Linked DNA regions of Mus musculus: region 1 is linked to region 2. A link is a contact called in public Hi-C data. All regions are on one chromosome and are shown on one strand. The core of a region is the stretch at or near the end of the contact, and the rest is flanking DNA. Distances in the headings are between cores, read along the strand shown. Region 1 has its middle 10 kb from the start of Derl3. Region 2 overlaps Cabin1 (calcineurin binding protein 1).

Evidence for each region. Hi-C and Micro-C count contacts between places; a contact is called where the count stands out from the background.
Region 1: a contact with region 2 is called in a Hi-C map of liver, with 2.1 times the contacts expected there. The contact joins two enhancer-like sites. A contact is called at or near these places in 1 of 484 Hi-C or Micro-C datasets (liver), 1 of 115 datasets of contacts at active chromatin or transcription factors (embryonic stem cells) and 2 of 9 other capture datasets (adipose tissue and liver).

The regions. Positions count from the first base shown.
Region 1 is chr10:75,879,686-75,886,555 of GRCm38.p6, reverse strand. No RefSeq gene overlaps it. Among named protein-coding and RNA genes, the nearest start is that of Derl3, 10 kb to the left of the region's middle. Within about 2 kb of position 3,170, at least 73 of the 459 cell types and tissues checked have an H3K27ac peak or open chromatin away from gene starts, as enhancers often do. A contact at or near this core is called in liver, where this site is marked.
Region 2 is chr10:75,702,956-75,710,140 of GRCm38.p6, reverse strand. All of the region lies in intron 26 of Cabin1 (calcineurin binding protein 1), which reads left to right. It overlaps Gm40696 (a long non-coding RNA gene), which reads right to left. Exons shown (of 3, transcript XR_871835.3): 3 at 878-2,301. Among named protein-coding and RNA genes, the nearest start is that of Gm40696, 9.4 kb to the right of the region's middle. Within about 2 kb of position 5,725, at least 131 of the 459 cell types and tissues checked have an H3K27ac peak or open chromatin away from gene starts, as enhancers often do. A contact at or near this core is called in liver, where this site is marked.

The sequences.
Region 1 (6,870 bases), core at 1,921-4,420, 180 kb before region 2:
GGGTTCTATAAGAGAGCAAGCTGAGCAAGCCAGGAGAAGCAAGCCAGTAATTAACATCCCTCCATGGGCTCTGTATCAGCTCCTGCTTCCTGACCTGTTTGAGTTCCAGTCCTGACTTCCTTTGGTGATGAACAGCAATGTAGAAGTGTAAGCTGAATAAACCCTTTCCTCCCCAACTTGCTTCTTGGTCATGATGTTTTGTGGGGGAATAGAAACCCTGACTGAGACACACACAAACAAACAAACACACACACACACACACACACACACACACCAGGCTATCTTTAGTTCTTTTACTAGCCATTCCTTGCTTATCTCTGTACCTGACATAACAGACTCTTGACTACCAGGTAAAACCTTTAGTATAATTCTTAACATGCTTTGAACTTCCACTTACCCAAAGGCTAAGACTGGCACCCGGTAGCATCTAAAACCAATGAGTGACTTCCTGAGATCCCAGTCCTGTTTCCTGAACCTTTCCAGGGAGATGTGAACAATTGCCTAATCCCCCCATCGAAGACCAAAGTATGATCTACCAGAGTCCCCCTGGGGCAAACCAACGAGTTCATTTGAGTTACAGAGTATGGAGGAGGGGCTGCCTACTGGAGTATCGTGACCCCAAAGCACCCAGTGGCAACCCTCACCCAGTGTGGAAGGACCTCTCCACACCTGCAGAGACGGAGTCCCCTCAGTTAACCTCTGTGTTCTATGTACACTGTAGCTCCCAGGACCACACACACAGGGGCACAGGTACATACATCTGGGACAAGAGGCATAGAGAGTGACAGGAATCTCAGCTGGGGGCTAATGACCCTCCCCTTTTCTTCTGGGAGCGGGGGACACAGGCTCAGTCTTGAGGGTCTGTTACAAGCAGTAGCAGCTGCTCTGGTGATAATTGTTGTTATGCTTGTTTAAAGATTGATTGATTGATTGATTAATGATTGATTTTATGTATATAAGTACATTGTAGCTGTCTTCAGACACACCAGAAGAGGGCATCAGATCCCATTACAGATGGTTGTGAGCCACCATGTAGTTGCTGGGAATTGAACTCAAGACCTCTGGAAGAGCAGTCAGTGCTCTTAACCTCTGAGCTACCTTTTCACTCACCACTATACCCCTACTCCCCCACCAGTCCTGCCCCTTTTTTGAGACAAGGTTTCTCTGTGTAATTTTGACTGTTCTGGAACTCGCTCTGTAGACCAGGCTGGTCTCAAATTCAGAGATCCACCAGCCTCTGCCTTCTCAGTGCTGAGATTTAAAGTATGTGCCACCACCACCTGGCCACACATAGAACAGCTTCTTGTTAGAAAATATTCAGGGAAATCTGAAATCTATGTTCACAAAACATGGTCATTTTTGTATTTGACTTAGAGTAATCTCTCACTCCCTTTGGGGTGAAAGCTAGGCTTTGACAGCTTTGGTGCTCAATCTGGGGTCCTAAGAACATCATTTTCATTAGAGGAGTCGCCCAAATCAGGGCCATGTGCCAGTACAGGCCTTTGTGCCCAAATGACCGTTTTGCTTCCTCAGGTTGGCAAACTTTCTGGAGCCTGGACATCACTTTGGTCTGACCAGTAGCCACTGGTCTGTGGGGATGGCTAATGAGCTGGTTAGGCGTTCCCGCACTGAGAACACTAGTTTGGCCAGAGCGGTCTCAGAGCATTTCTGTCTGTACAGGTGAACAGGAGCATTCGTCTTTTAGTTTACAAATGTATGACATACATGATCATCACAACACATTAACCTGAAGGTCCTTGGCCGTAGGACTAAGGATGCGTCATGGGCAGCCTACTCTAATTGAGACTTAAAAGCATGGACGACCCCAGGCATGGTAGCACAGGCCTGGAATCCCAGCACAGGCACACGAAGCATGCATATGCCACGGGGCCTATGTGGAGGGGAGAAGGTAACTTTCTACAGTCAGTTCTAGCCTTCTGTCAGATTCCAGTGATCGAACCCAGGTCGTTAGGCTTGTGTGGCAACCCACTGAGCAGTCTTGACAGCCTACGCAATCAATCACTCACTCAGAAATCCTCCTGTCTCTGCCTCCTAAGTGCTGGGATTAAAGGCATGCGTCTCCATGCCTGGCGCAGGCGGATTTCTGAGTTCAAGGCCAGCCTGGTCTACAGAGTGAGTTCCAGGACAGCCAGGGCTACACAGAGAAACCCTGTCTTGAAAAAACAAACAACAACAATAAATGTGGCTGAATACCTCAAAACATAGGACCTAACCAGAGCAATCAGTCATATAGATTCTAATTATAGGGTAACTTAACTTGATGACTCAGATTCCTGATGATGTGCCTGCTAACTAGCAGCCGGCTTGGAAGACTCCAAGGAGCCCTGTGGCAAAGTCAGACCTGGACCTGCCTTTGAGCAATTTCCCCATCAGTTCCTATTAGACAACCCAAACACTTTGGCTTGACTCTTCTTATCCAAATTATACAAAGCAGTCAGTTTCCAGAGAGTGTGGCACTGATGGTTATTATTTTGTTTTGTTTTTTTTTAAGGTTTATTATTTATTTTATGTATGTGAATACACTTGTCATGGTCTTCAGACACACCAGAAGAGGGCATCAGATCCTATTACAGATGGTTGTGAGCCACCATGTGGTTTCTGGGAATTGAACTCAGGACTTCTGGAAGAGCAGTCAGTGCTCTTAACCACTGAGCCATCTCTCCAGCCCTTGTTTGTTTGTTTGTTTGTTTGTTTGTTTTTTAGTTGGCCAAAATCCAGGGCCCAAAGAAGCTTGGAAGGAGTTTTAAGTGCTGCACTAGGAATTTTAAGACACTTAAACCCAGCACTCAGGAGGCAGCAGGCGGATTTCTGAGTTTGGTTCGAGGCCAGCCTGGTCTACAAAGTGAGTTCCAGGACAGCCAGGGCTATACAGAGAAACCCTGTCTCAAAAAAAAAAAAAAAAAAAAAAAAAAAGACACGATAAATTTCCAAAAAAAATCAAAAACATACCTTTTTAAAAATTAATCTGACCCTGTCTTGAAAAAAAAAATTAATCTGAGTACTGGAGGTAATTCAGAAGTTAAAGGTGCTTGTTGCCAATTCTGATGGCCTGACACACACACACACACACACACACACACACACACACACACACACACCACAAAGTCTGACTTCTGCAGAATATGTAGTGTGTCGCCTCCTGGCGACAAAAGTGTATGCGCCGCGTGGGAAATCTCCAGAGTTAAATCAGGACGGGGTGGAGCAGAGCTGAGGAGAGCAGGTTCCTGGCAGAATCCGTGGCCAATCCTGGCTGAGCTCCTGCAGCCGCGCGGGGGTGGGCTCCTAGTCTAAGTCCCTGGAGGAGATACCGAAGAGTAGAGTGGCAGAGGGACCGGTGAGAGGAAGGACTGGAACCTATTTGGCTAATGGGTTACCTTTAATACGAGCTGCCCTCTACTGTTCCCGCTGTGTGCCCGCTCTGGGCCTCAATTAGTCTGTTTGATTAAAGAGCCCAGAAAAAAATAGTGGAAGGCAAGAAAGAGAGCAAATTCTGACCTCAGTAAACGGGCCTGCGTTTATTAGCACAGCAGCGAGGGGCCCCAACTTTCTACCCCAGAATGGAAGTTGTACTAAGGGGAAGGAGCTAGCTGATCAGGACCCTTAGAGGAATTGGCCCTGGGCTTAGGTGTCGGGGAAATAGAGGGTACTGCAGATCAAGACAGGTTTGAGGAATTTGTAATCTCTTATTTATTAATTAAAAAAATTAATTGCTTGCTCAGACAAAGCAGACTGTTTTGAGAACTAACTCAATAAACAATTCTCGCTGAGATAAAGATATGGCTGACCAGGTGGTCTCAGCACAGTGATTTCTGGATTTCTACAGCTGGGGGAGTCTATCCTCTCATTCACCATCTGCAGACTAGGTAATCCTAGCTGGTAGGAGGGGCCAGGAGCTGTCGGTGGGCTTTGTACCTCCATTCTCAGCCTTCTCCCTGGGTAAAAACATTACGTGAGTATCCAATGAGTATCCAATCCTGGAAGCCGAGGCTTAGGAGTGTGCGGGGTGGGGGTGGGGGTGGGGGTGGGGGTGGGAGGGGTGGGTTGACTTCAACTGTAAACAAAGCTTGCCGGGTTGCCAGGCTGGCTTTGCCATTTGGGTAAGACCAGCTCTGATCTAACCGGTTGCAGGCAGCGTAGGGTTGACCTCAAGGTTTTCTGGATACAGAAGGCCGAGCCACCCACTCGTGGGTCGTTGAGGACTAAAAACCGAAGAACCGACGCCGGTGCCAAGGGGCTATCGAGACAGCTATGATGACAACGTCCCTACCCTGTCGGTTAATGTTTGCCGAGGCCGAACCTTGCACTTGCTAGCGAAAGGTTGAGGGAAGAGGGCTTGCACACATCAGACCCGTGACACTGTGGGGCTATTTCAGGGCACCCGAGAAATATCTTTGAGGAGGGGAGAACTAAAGAAACCAGTTATCCCTATAGCAGTGATGGGAACAAGGGCATATGCATCTGCCCCACCCAAGGGTTTCTTTCCCTTCATATGCAAAGGATCTTCAAATAATGTAAGAATGAATGTCTGCAAGCTGCTGACCTGGGAGCTCCGTTCCCTTCCTTCTCCCCACCCCCTCTTGGTTTTGTTTTTTGTTTTTCTCTGTTCTTGTGACCCAAGTGTCTGTGTAGCCTAGGCCGACCTTGAGCTGCTGCCTCCAGCTCTCCACTGTTCGCCTTAAAGGTGTGTGCCACCACCAGGCCTGGCTTCCTTCCAACTTTAATGCCCCTATGTTGATGATTTTACCCACTGCACATACTCTCTCTGTGTTCCAGTGGAGGGTTATTCTATTATATACCAAAGTTTATTTCTTCTCTGTTTGCTTGATGATTGACAGCTGAGTTGTTTCCAGCTTTCCTAGGCTACAAACAATGCTGCCTTTGTGAAGAGTTCTTGCACATAGGGGTAACAGTTTCTCCAAGGCAAACCAAAGATCTGCTGGGGGTTGCTGGTTCAGAGCTATTTACAACCTGAATTTGCCAACACCCAAACTTCTCTCCTGGGCTGCTATACCAACTTATGTTTCCCTGGTCAGCAAAGCAGCAGCGACTTTAGCTCATCACCGCTGTTGGCACAAAACCACAGTTCTCATCTCAGACGGGGTCAGGGATAGCCTGTTCTGCAGGCACATATGAGTAATGTGGGCTGGGAACGCAGACAGATTCAGGTCTGAACAAATACCATGTTCTGCTGTGGACATGGTTCCAGGAGACTTTATTAGTTGCAGAACAGAAAATAATAAATCAAACTACTTACTGTGATGTGGGTTACAGGTCAGGGGTTATAGCAAAGTAGGGAAAATTCTACTATAGGCTCCAGATATTAGCTGATAATCGTCTGAGGTTTTAGACTGTTGAAAGCTAGTGGTTTGCCAAGAATACATTTTAAGATGTTAGGTCAGACAGGGGGTAAACAATGAAGGCTTTCAGACAGACTGAAAGAGCCCAAGATAATTTACCTCTGATTTGCAAGGTTTTAACCCTACATTCTCCAAGTTCAGTCACTTGGCCTTGTAGAATCTTTAGCCCAAGTGCACCCACCCCCTTTTCTTCTGGGACTTGGCACTGTCAGAATGAATCTGTTCATTGGATGAGACTGAAACTGGGGGTTTAATCGAGGCTTAGCTGTTGTGAATTTAACTTGCAGTTCCTGATGGCCAAAGCATGTAAGTCTCTCTCTCTCTCTCTCTCTCTCTCTCTCTCTCTCTCTCTCTCTCTCTCTTCTTAGTTTTGTTCAAGACAGGGTTTCTCAGTGTAGCCCTGGCTGTCCTGGAACTCACTATGTAGACCAGGCTGGCTTCGAACTCAGAAATCTGCCTGCCTCTGCCTCCCAAGTGCTGGGATTAAAGACGTGCGCCACCACTGCCTGGCAGCATGTAAGTCTCTTTTGTGTGGACTTAATGTAATTGTGCATTGATTTTGATGTATGGAGGGCCCAGAGATGCAGTGTCACGCCCCCACTCCATGCCACGCCCCCACGCTCCATGCCACGCCACCTCCGGCTATAACTGATTCAGCATTACAGAAAGACCCAGATGGAGGATAAACTCAGTCACCCTTACAGCCTGGAATCAAGATGATGTGTGTGAGGCAACATGTCCTGTAGCCCAGGCTGGCCTTGATCCTTATGTAGCAGGGGAAGACCGTGAACTTCCAATCCGCCAGCTGACCTCCTTCCACACCCCAAGCGTGCACCACTACATCCAGGCTGCTTTTTGGTTTTTTTGTTTTGTTTTGTTTTGTTTTTCGAGACAGGGTTTCTCTGTATAGTCCTGGCTGTCCTGGAACTCACTCTGTAGACCAGGCTGGCCTCGAACTCAGAAATCCGCCTGCCTCTGCCTCTCAAGTGCTGGGATCAAAGGTGTGTGCCACCACGCCCGGCTCAGGCTGCTTATTTTTTGAAACAGGACCTTGCTTTACATCCTGATTTGTCCTTGAACCCAATGGCCTCTTGCCTGCACACTGCCTCCCCAGCTCCCCAGTGCTAGGACCACAGGATACCGGTAACGTTCTAAACTCTAATTATTTGCTCTTTCCGCAAGCGTTTATTTGCAGGCCAGCTTCACTGTAGACTCAACAGACTGAGGAGGGGACCTCTCTACGGCAGGCTCCAGTCAGGTTCTAGACTTGCCTCTCATGAATTATCCCTGGCTGTCAAAATCAAGACTCCAAGGCTTTTCCTGATCTTTTGGATGCCACTAAAAAAAACATTCTACGCCGGGCGGTGGTGGCGCACGCCTTTGATCCCAGCACTTGGGAGGCAGAGGCAGGCGGATTTCTGTGTTCGAGACCAGCTTGGTCTACAAAAGTGAGTTCCAGAAAAGCCAGGGCTATATAGAGAAACCCCGTCTC
Region 2 (7,185 bases), core at 4,476-6,975:
CACACTCCATGTCACTTGAGAATGTCAAAGCCAGGAAGGGCCTCAGAGGTCAAAGCACTTGCCCTGTGGATGTTCTGGGATTCTTTAACCAGTCCATCCAGGTCTTCTGGCAGTACATGCCAGATGCACAGAGCAGCCCTGTAAGCTCGGGGGAGGTAGCCTTGCCTAGCTGAGGAGTGGGTGAAGCATAGGTAAGCACTGGAGAGGTGAGATTGCATGTCCTAGAGGCCTGCCTTGGTTAGGGGTAAAAGGCCATATTTAGCCAAGTTCTGTGGTCTGTATTGGCAGAGGGGACAAGAATGGCAGGAATCTTGGGAGCTGGTATCTGTGGCTGCAGGGGATTGTCCACTTTGCCCCACTGCCAGCATGGGCAGAGCTGTAGAGGGGTGCTGTGTAGGGAAGCTGAGGTAGCATGTCCTCTTCACGGCCATCCATCCTCACCCAGCATCCTGTCACTGTGGCACTGCGCTGTTTGTTTCCATGCTCACCTGCTCACTCACTGCCTCCACCAGCATTGCCCGTGCTGCCCCTAACCCTGAGCACACTCTGTTCTCCAGGCTTTGTCTCTGCTTGCACTGTCACGGCTCGCTTCAGGGAAGAGTGCAGACCGCATGCTCAGCCCTCAGTCCGGCTCCCTGCTTCCCCTGTGACCAGGAGCGCCTTCGTGTCTGCCAGTCCTGTGATTTCAAGAATGTGTGTTTGATGTGCTGTGCTTGGCTTTTGCCAACTGCCCGTTGCCCAGTTCTGGCCTGATGCAGAGGCAGTGGTAGCCTCTCCCCTGTCCTCCTGCCTCCCTGCCTGGCAGGTAGTTCAGGCCTGTACTTCCATTGCTTTTGTTCATTCGTTCTTAAAACAACAAGAAAAAGGCAACAGACTCTCAAGATACCAAATTCCCTTTATGAGGACAAGTATAAAACTGCAGATTGTGTACAGTAGCCAAAACTCTGAGTGGGCCCTATGTAGTTCCCAGTGCCCGACTGTCAGTGACTCTTCAGTTGGTCCTGAACCTGGTCTTCATCCTGCTCTCCTGGGGAGAAGGGCAGGTGGGTTTGTTTCTGTAGGAGCTCCATATTCCTGTAAACAGACCTGCCCAAAGTGGGAGAGACTCCCAGGGGAGCATGCTGTTCCGGACACTCAGCTGACATCTTTCTGCGCCCACTCTTCCTCTTAACCTTTCTGAGACCCTCTCTCAGGCCAGTGCTGATGGTGGCAGTTAAACAGCTCCCGCTGTGTGCTAGGCATGGAGGAGGGCACCGCGCTGAGAGTGCCCTGCGCTGCGGTGGTTGAGCCTGCATGCCCCTAGGTGGCGCCTGAGACGGTGGCTGTGCATTCGGATGACTACATCAGTCTAAGGACACTGAGGGGGACTTGGGGGTGGGGGTGGGCACAAAGACAATGTGAGTTACAGAGCCCTGCAGTGTGTTGGAGTGGCCACAAAGGGATTTTGTGGGGAAAGGACTCAGGAGAGCAGCAGAGTGACAGGGCCACAGACTCCTGCTTGGCTCCAGACACACAGATTCTCCTTGTCTTTAATTGGAAGAACCTTCCCGGAAAATACACCAGATAGCCATAGGCTGCCCGCTGTCCTGGTGTCCTCTGTTCTTGGCAGTTGAGTTCAGAGAGGTTGAATTCTCTCTGGCCGGTATATCTCCTGACCTGAGCTAGAGTGAAAGAGACTGATTCCCAGTGACTACCAGACTCCTGGCACTACTGTCTGAGCAAAGTGGAGCTTGAAGTGTCTGGCATTGCTTCACTGACCCAGGAAAGCTGGCTGACAGGGTAGGAATGCAGCCTGTTTCCCCATGGTGTGAAGCCCTGCTGCCCACCTGCTGCTGCTTCTCTCTCAAGGTGTTCATGCTTCTGGAGTCTCTCCTTGGTGCCTTTGCAGTCTCCTCAGCCTGCTATTGGCACCCATGTTTCCTGTGGCCAGCTCCATTCCTGGTGGACCCATCATTTCCTGGTAGCTGACTAGCAAAGACCAGCTGGAATGGATTTTGCCTAGTTGGAAATTTCTCAGAATGTTGGTTCTACTTGAGTTGGTGGTTTTTAGAAACTTGTTTTCTGGTTGGCAGACATTCTGATCTCTCTAGGTTGGCTGGTCAAAGTCTCTGCTGTCTCTGATGGCAAGTCTTTTTCTGCATATTCCTTGGTCTAGCCTGAGGGAATAAACAAGAGCTGTTATTGCAGTCTCTGATGGCAAGTCTTTTCCTGCATATTCCTTGGTCTAGCCTGAGGGAATAAACAAGAGCTGTTATTGCAGTCTCTGATGGCAAGTCTTTCCTGCATATTCCTTGGTCTAGCCTGAGGGAATAAACAAGAGCTGTTATAAGGCTTCCTGCTGGAGCAAGTGTCACAAACACATTGAAGGAGCTCCTGGAAGCCCGCATCTCCCAAGGAAGCTCTCTCAGCCTGGGCATCCTGTGGTGTTGAGCATGGTGAAACCTGGATGAAGAAAGACTCAAAAGAGAACCTCCTTTCAGAGCTGTTGGGACAGGCTGCCGTTCTATCCCCAAGCCAGCCCTTTTCCCTCTTCGTAGTGGGCTCTGAATCCTTTGACTCCTGCCCTGGAAGTGGAGAGTACCAGGGCTTCATCAACAGGTGACTGGCAGCTGAGCTTTCTCCCCCTCAGGATGCAGAGAGGGCAGGCTGGAGTGGCGCCTGTGCCTTGGTGTGATTCAGAGAATCAGATAATGTAATCTTGCCCCAAGTATTCATTCCAATGAAAAGTTGCCATATAAGCAAAACTTTAAAAGAACATTGTAAATGAAAAGATCAAGCCCTGCCTGCAGCCTACTTGCTAGTGCTGATCTTCTTTCCTGTTGACCACCAGGCCGCTTCTTCAGAAGAATACACTCCTAGCTTCTGAGACTCAGGGCTAAAGTGGGCTGTATGTGGTCCTTAGGGGTCCCATTCATGTGCCAGTCTCTTGCTAGGTCGATCAGAAAGGATTTCTGTAGATTTCTTGCTCTGTCTCAAGTCCAGGGCACCTGCAGTTTGTGTTCCAGGACCCCCTCAGAGATGGAGCAGACGGCTGAGACAAGGCAACAGAGGCAGACAAGGCAATCTTGCCTGCGCCTTTGTCCACATGTGGCCCTCTGCAGGCAAGCAGGGTAGTAGTCTCTGCTTTAGTAACATTAGCCAAACACCCACCCTTGTCCTGCCAAGGCCCTCTTGAGTGTCAGTGTCCGCCTCTTGGGACCCTCAGCTACGATCCCAGGAAAGGTCTGCAGTGCCCACTGGCAGCTGTGTGGAAGAGGTGGAACTGAAGCTCAGTTCTTAGCTGTGTGCTCGCGCCAGTGCCCTAGCCCCATGCGGCTGTACACTCCCTGGTTTTATCAGTGTGCCTGGGCCAGGTGCTGTGTAAGCTGAGACAAAGCTGAATTCAGCTATCCAGAAAACAGATGTAGTGCTGGCCAGGGAGGGTAAGTCCTCCCCAAAGGCTCAAAGTGATGTGTGGGAATACCACCCAAAAGGAATCTGACCCTGCTCTCCCAGAAGTCTCTGGTGCAACTTCTGGCCTAAAGAGCTAAGACGACTACTCTGCAGAGGGCCTTCTGGGAGTCAGTGTGGTCAGTAGCATCTTTTTTCCTTCTGCCCCACTGGTAAGCCTCAAGGGCATGGCTTCTGGAGGAGGAGGAGGAGGAGGAGGAGGAGGAGGAGGAGGAGGAGGAGGAGGAGGAGGAGGAGGAGGAGGAGGAGGAGGAGAGGCTGCCCCAGGCTTCACACAGTTTTCCTTGTTACTCCTAACTAACTGATCCGACTTTAGAGTCTAAGGCTGGCCTTCTGTTGTGGGAGAGCTACTAGGCTCTGTTGTTTGTCTGATTTCATCCAGCCCCTGAGCCATCCTTCATTAGCTGGTCGCAGAAAGAGGGTACTTTTATCATATTGCGAAATGTGCCTGGCACACTTTCTCTCTTATCTTTGTCTGTTTGCCTCCTCAAGGTCCTCAGTCAGCTGTGCCAGAGAAGATATGGCTCCCTGGGAGAGGGGATGGGGAGGCTCTGTATGCATGCACACTACAGCAACCTACTTATCTATTTATATTTTAAAGTCAGATCCTGACAGGTAGCGCAGGCTGGCTCCTGCCTTAGCTTCCTGAGTGCAGGGATTATAGTTGTATACCACAGGCTAGGCTTCTGGGTATCTTCTAAGAGTTTTTCATTCGTCTTTACCCTATGGCTCTGAAAGAAGGGAAACTTGGCTTCCTCTGGCCAGTTGGGTACTTGATGTGGAACCATGTGTGTCTTCTTGGACTTTGTAATCAGGATTATCTTACCCACCATTTCATACTCACCAGACCTGCAGGAACAGAGAAAAACAAAATCCTGAACTTTGCAACCTCTTAACGTATCTTATTTGAAGAAATTCACCTTTGCTGAGTGTGGTGACACTTGCCTGCAATCCCAGAAATCAAGAGCCTGAAGTAGGAGGATCCCAAGGCCCAGGGCTGTGTAGTAACGTTCTTACTGCAAAGGAGGAGAAGGAGGAGGGGGATGGGGTAGCAAGACAGAGGGAGGGCTCATTAGGAAAAGACACATACTATGCCTGAGGGACCTTCCACGTACACACAATGCTCGCATTGCATTCACATGTATACAATGAAGAGAAAAGAAGTTGCAATTTAAAGTTTCTAATCTTGGGCCTGGAGAAGATGGCTCAGAGAATAAGAGCACTTGCCTTTCTTCCAGGGGACTTAGATCAATCCTCAGCACCCGTGTTACATGGCTCACAACCTCCTCTAGCTCCAGCTTCAGGGGATTCAACACTCTGGCCTCTACACATAATTTAAAAAATACAAGTCTTTCATGCCTTTAGTCTTGGAAGAAGCAGGACAGGAGAAGATACTTACCCTCTTTCTAGCCAAGGATGACTTGGCTAGTTTCTGATGCTCTTGCCTCTCCTAGTGGGTATGGGAGTTACTAGTTTATGTGGTGCTGAGAATTGAGCCTAGGGCTTTATGCATGCCAGATAGAAATCCTAATGACTGGCCTACATCTACTGACCTATGTCGATGGCCATTGCCGTCTTCTATTTCTAATACATGTAAGCCCCCAGCATCCCACGAGCAGGCAGCAGCCTGCCCTGCTGGCTCCGGCTTCCTAGTCTTTGTTGTGTACAACCTTTAACCCCCGGCACTGTCCAGCACTGTGACCTTTAGGTGTTGCCACAGGACTGTGGTGATTCTGGCTCCATTAGCTGTGCTTTTATTAGGGCTGCTTTATACTGTGTTCATCCCTGAGGAGAGAACTGGAGCTACCACAACATCCTCAGTAGCGGTGGCAGCCTGAGCTCTGCCAGCTCTCAGAGCTTCTCACGCATGTGAGAGGTTGGGGAAGTGCATCCCCAGGCTGTCCAGCCTGGCCCCTCCCCTGTGGCTGCTGTGCCTCTCATGGCATTTTAAGAGGCTTAAGAGTGTTCTCTCTGCGGGGTGTTGCTTTTCAGTGGAGCACAACCCTCCGTTCCATCATCTCTTCTTGCCCACAGCATTCCCGTTATAGTCTGGCTGTCTTCCCCATGTTGCTTGTGGATCCGTGGTCCCCTCGTGTTGAAGCATTGCGCAGGCATTAGCTCATTAGGAGTAAATACCCATTTGCTCAAGTCAATCCTCTGTTTTTACAATGATCACAGCTGGGATTCCACCAAACTGGCAATTCCTTTAGGCTGCGAGCCTAACAGCTTGAGAGCCAGTGAGCTAGTGAGGCATTGTGCCAGTGGTGAGATCATCCTGGCAAAGCCTGGATGCTTTCCTGAAGCTCAGTGTTGGTTGGCTATGCTTCTCAGTCTGCAGTCCCCACAGCGTGTTTCCTGTTGCCTGAGATGAGCTGGCCCTGGCCTGGCTCTCTTGGGGATGCTAACAGCAAGGGCATGGCTGCCATCTTCTGGAGACTTTCAGGCCTCTCTGGCATTGCCCAAGCTATTCATGTTTCTGTCTAGGCCAGTGCGAATGCTGTGGGATGGGATAGGTCATTATGCTGTCATTAGCGTGTGTGAGGGGGTAGAGCCTGTGGAGATCCCATGTTCAGGAATAAGGATGCTTGTGTTAAGAAACATGAAATGGGAGCCCTAAGGCAGTAGACTTACTCAGCCATGTTTGTCTAGCATGTCAGTAGCAGATATGAGATTGGAATGTGCACCAAAGACCCTTTAGTTCAAAGTTCTTCAACAAGGGCTAGCAAGATAGAGCAGGTAAAGGCACTCGCTAAGCAAGCCTGTTCCCTGAGGCCTGTGCCTGGAGTCCTCATGTAGATGGAGGAGATGACTGATGAAAGCATTGTCCTCTGGCCTCTGTAATGCTGTGGTTCTCCCCCATGTATCCATTATACTGACTTTTTATATGATTACTGTAAGTGTAATTAATAATGGTCACCATTTCTCAATATTCTCTTTCTACGGAGACAGCAATGGGCTATCAGTCCTGCAGAGGGAGCAGTGGTCCCTTACAGTGGAGACCCAAGATGGAGTTTCTTCTGAGTGTAGCAGGCCTGGCCTTTATCCCTCACTCAGGACTTAGGAAGCCCCATGCCTGACCCTGAAAGTAAGGAAGAGCTTTTTATCAAGTAAGACAATTCCAGCTTTGGTCTCTTCTGTGGCCCAAATCCTCTGTTTTTATTACATCTGGCCAGCTGAACTTAGGAGCTATCACTCACTGGGCTGTGGACCTGACAGCCGTCTCTACTGTGCTACGTGTTGACACCTCCGTCTCATGGCCAGAGCAGCAGAGCAGGTATTGGAGGTCAGAGCTAGTTCTCAGTGTTCCTCTGCAAGTCTCTCTCTTGGCTTGAGGTCAGTGATTGGGCACTGGTTAAGAAAGGGCACCCGTAACCCACTGCAGTGTGGCTCAGCAAAACTATTCAGAATAAAATGTCTGATGGTTAGTGTGTGGCATTACTGATAAATCGTACCTAGTCTCTGTAACAATTAGGAATGGATAATTGGGCTGACATTTTTATGGGTGCCAGGTATTGCACAGGCACCTGTGTTTAATGACCTGTGTAATCATAATGACAGTTTTGGAAATGGTCACTGTTCTTTAGTTTTACATAGAGGGGAACCAAAGTGCAAATCACTGTGGCATGGATTTTAGGTTTTCCAGGCTCGAACAAAGGAGCAGGATTTCAGCACTGACAGTCTGCCCTGCCAGGCTCCGGGCTTTCTACTTTTTGTAAACAATTCCACCTTGTTTCC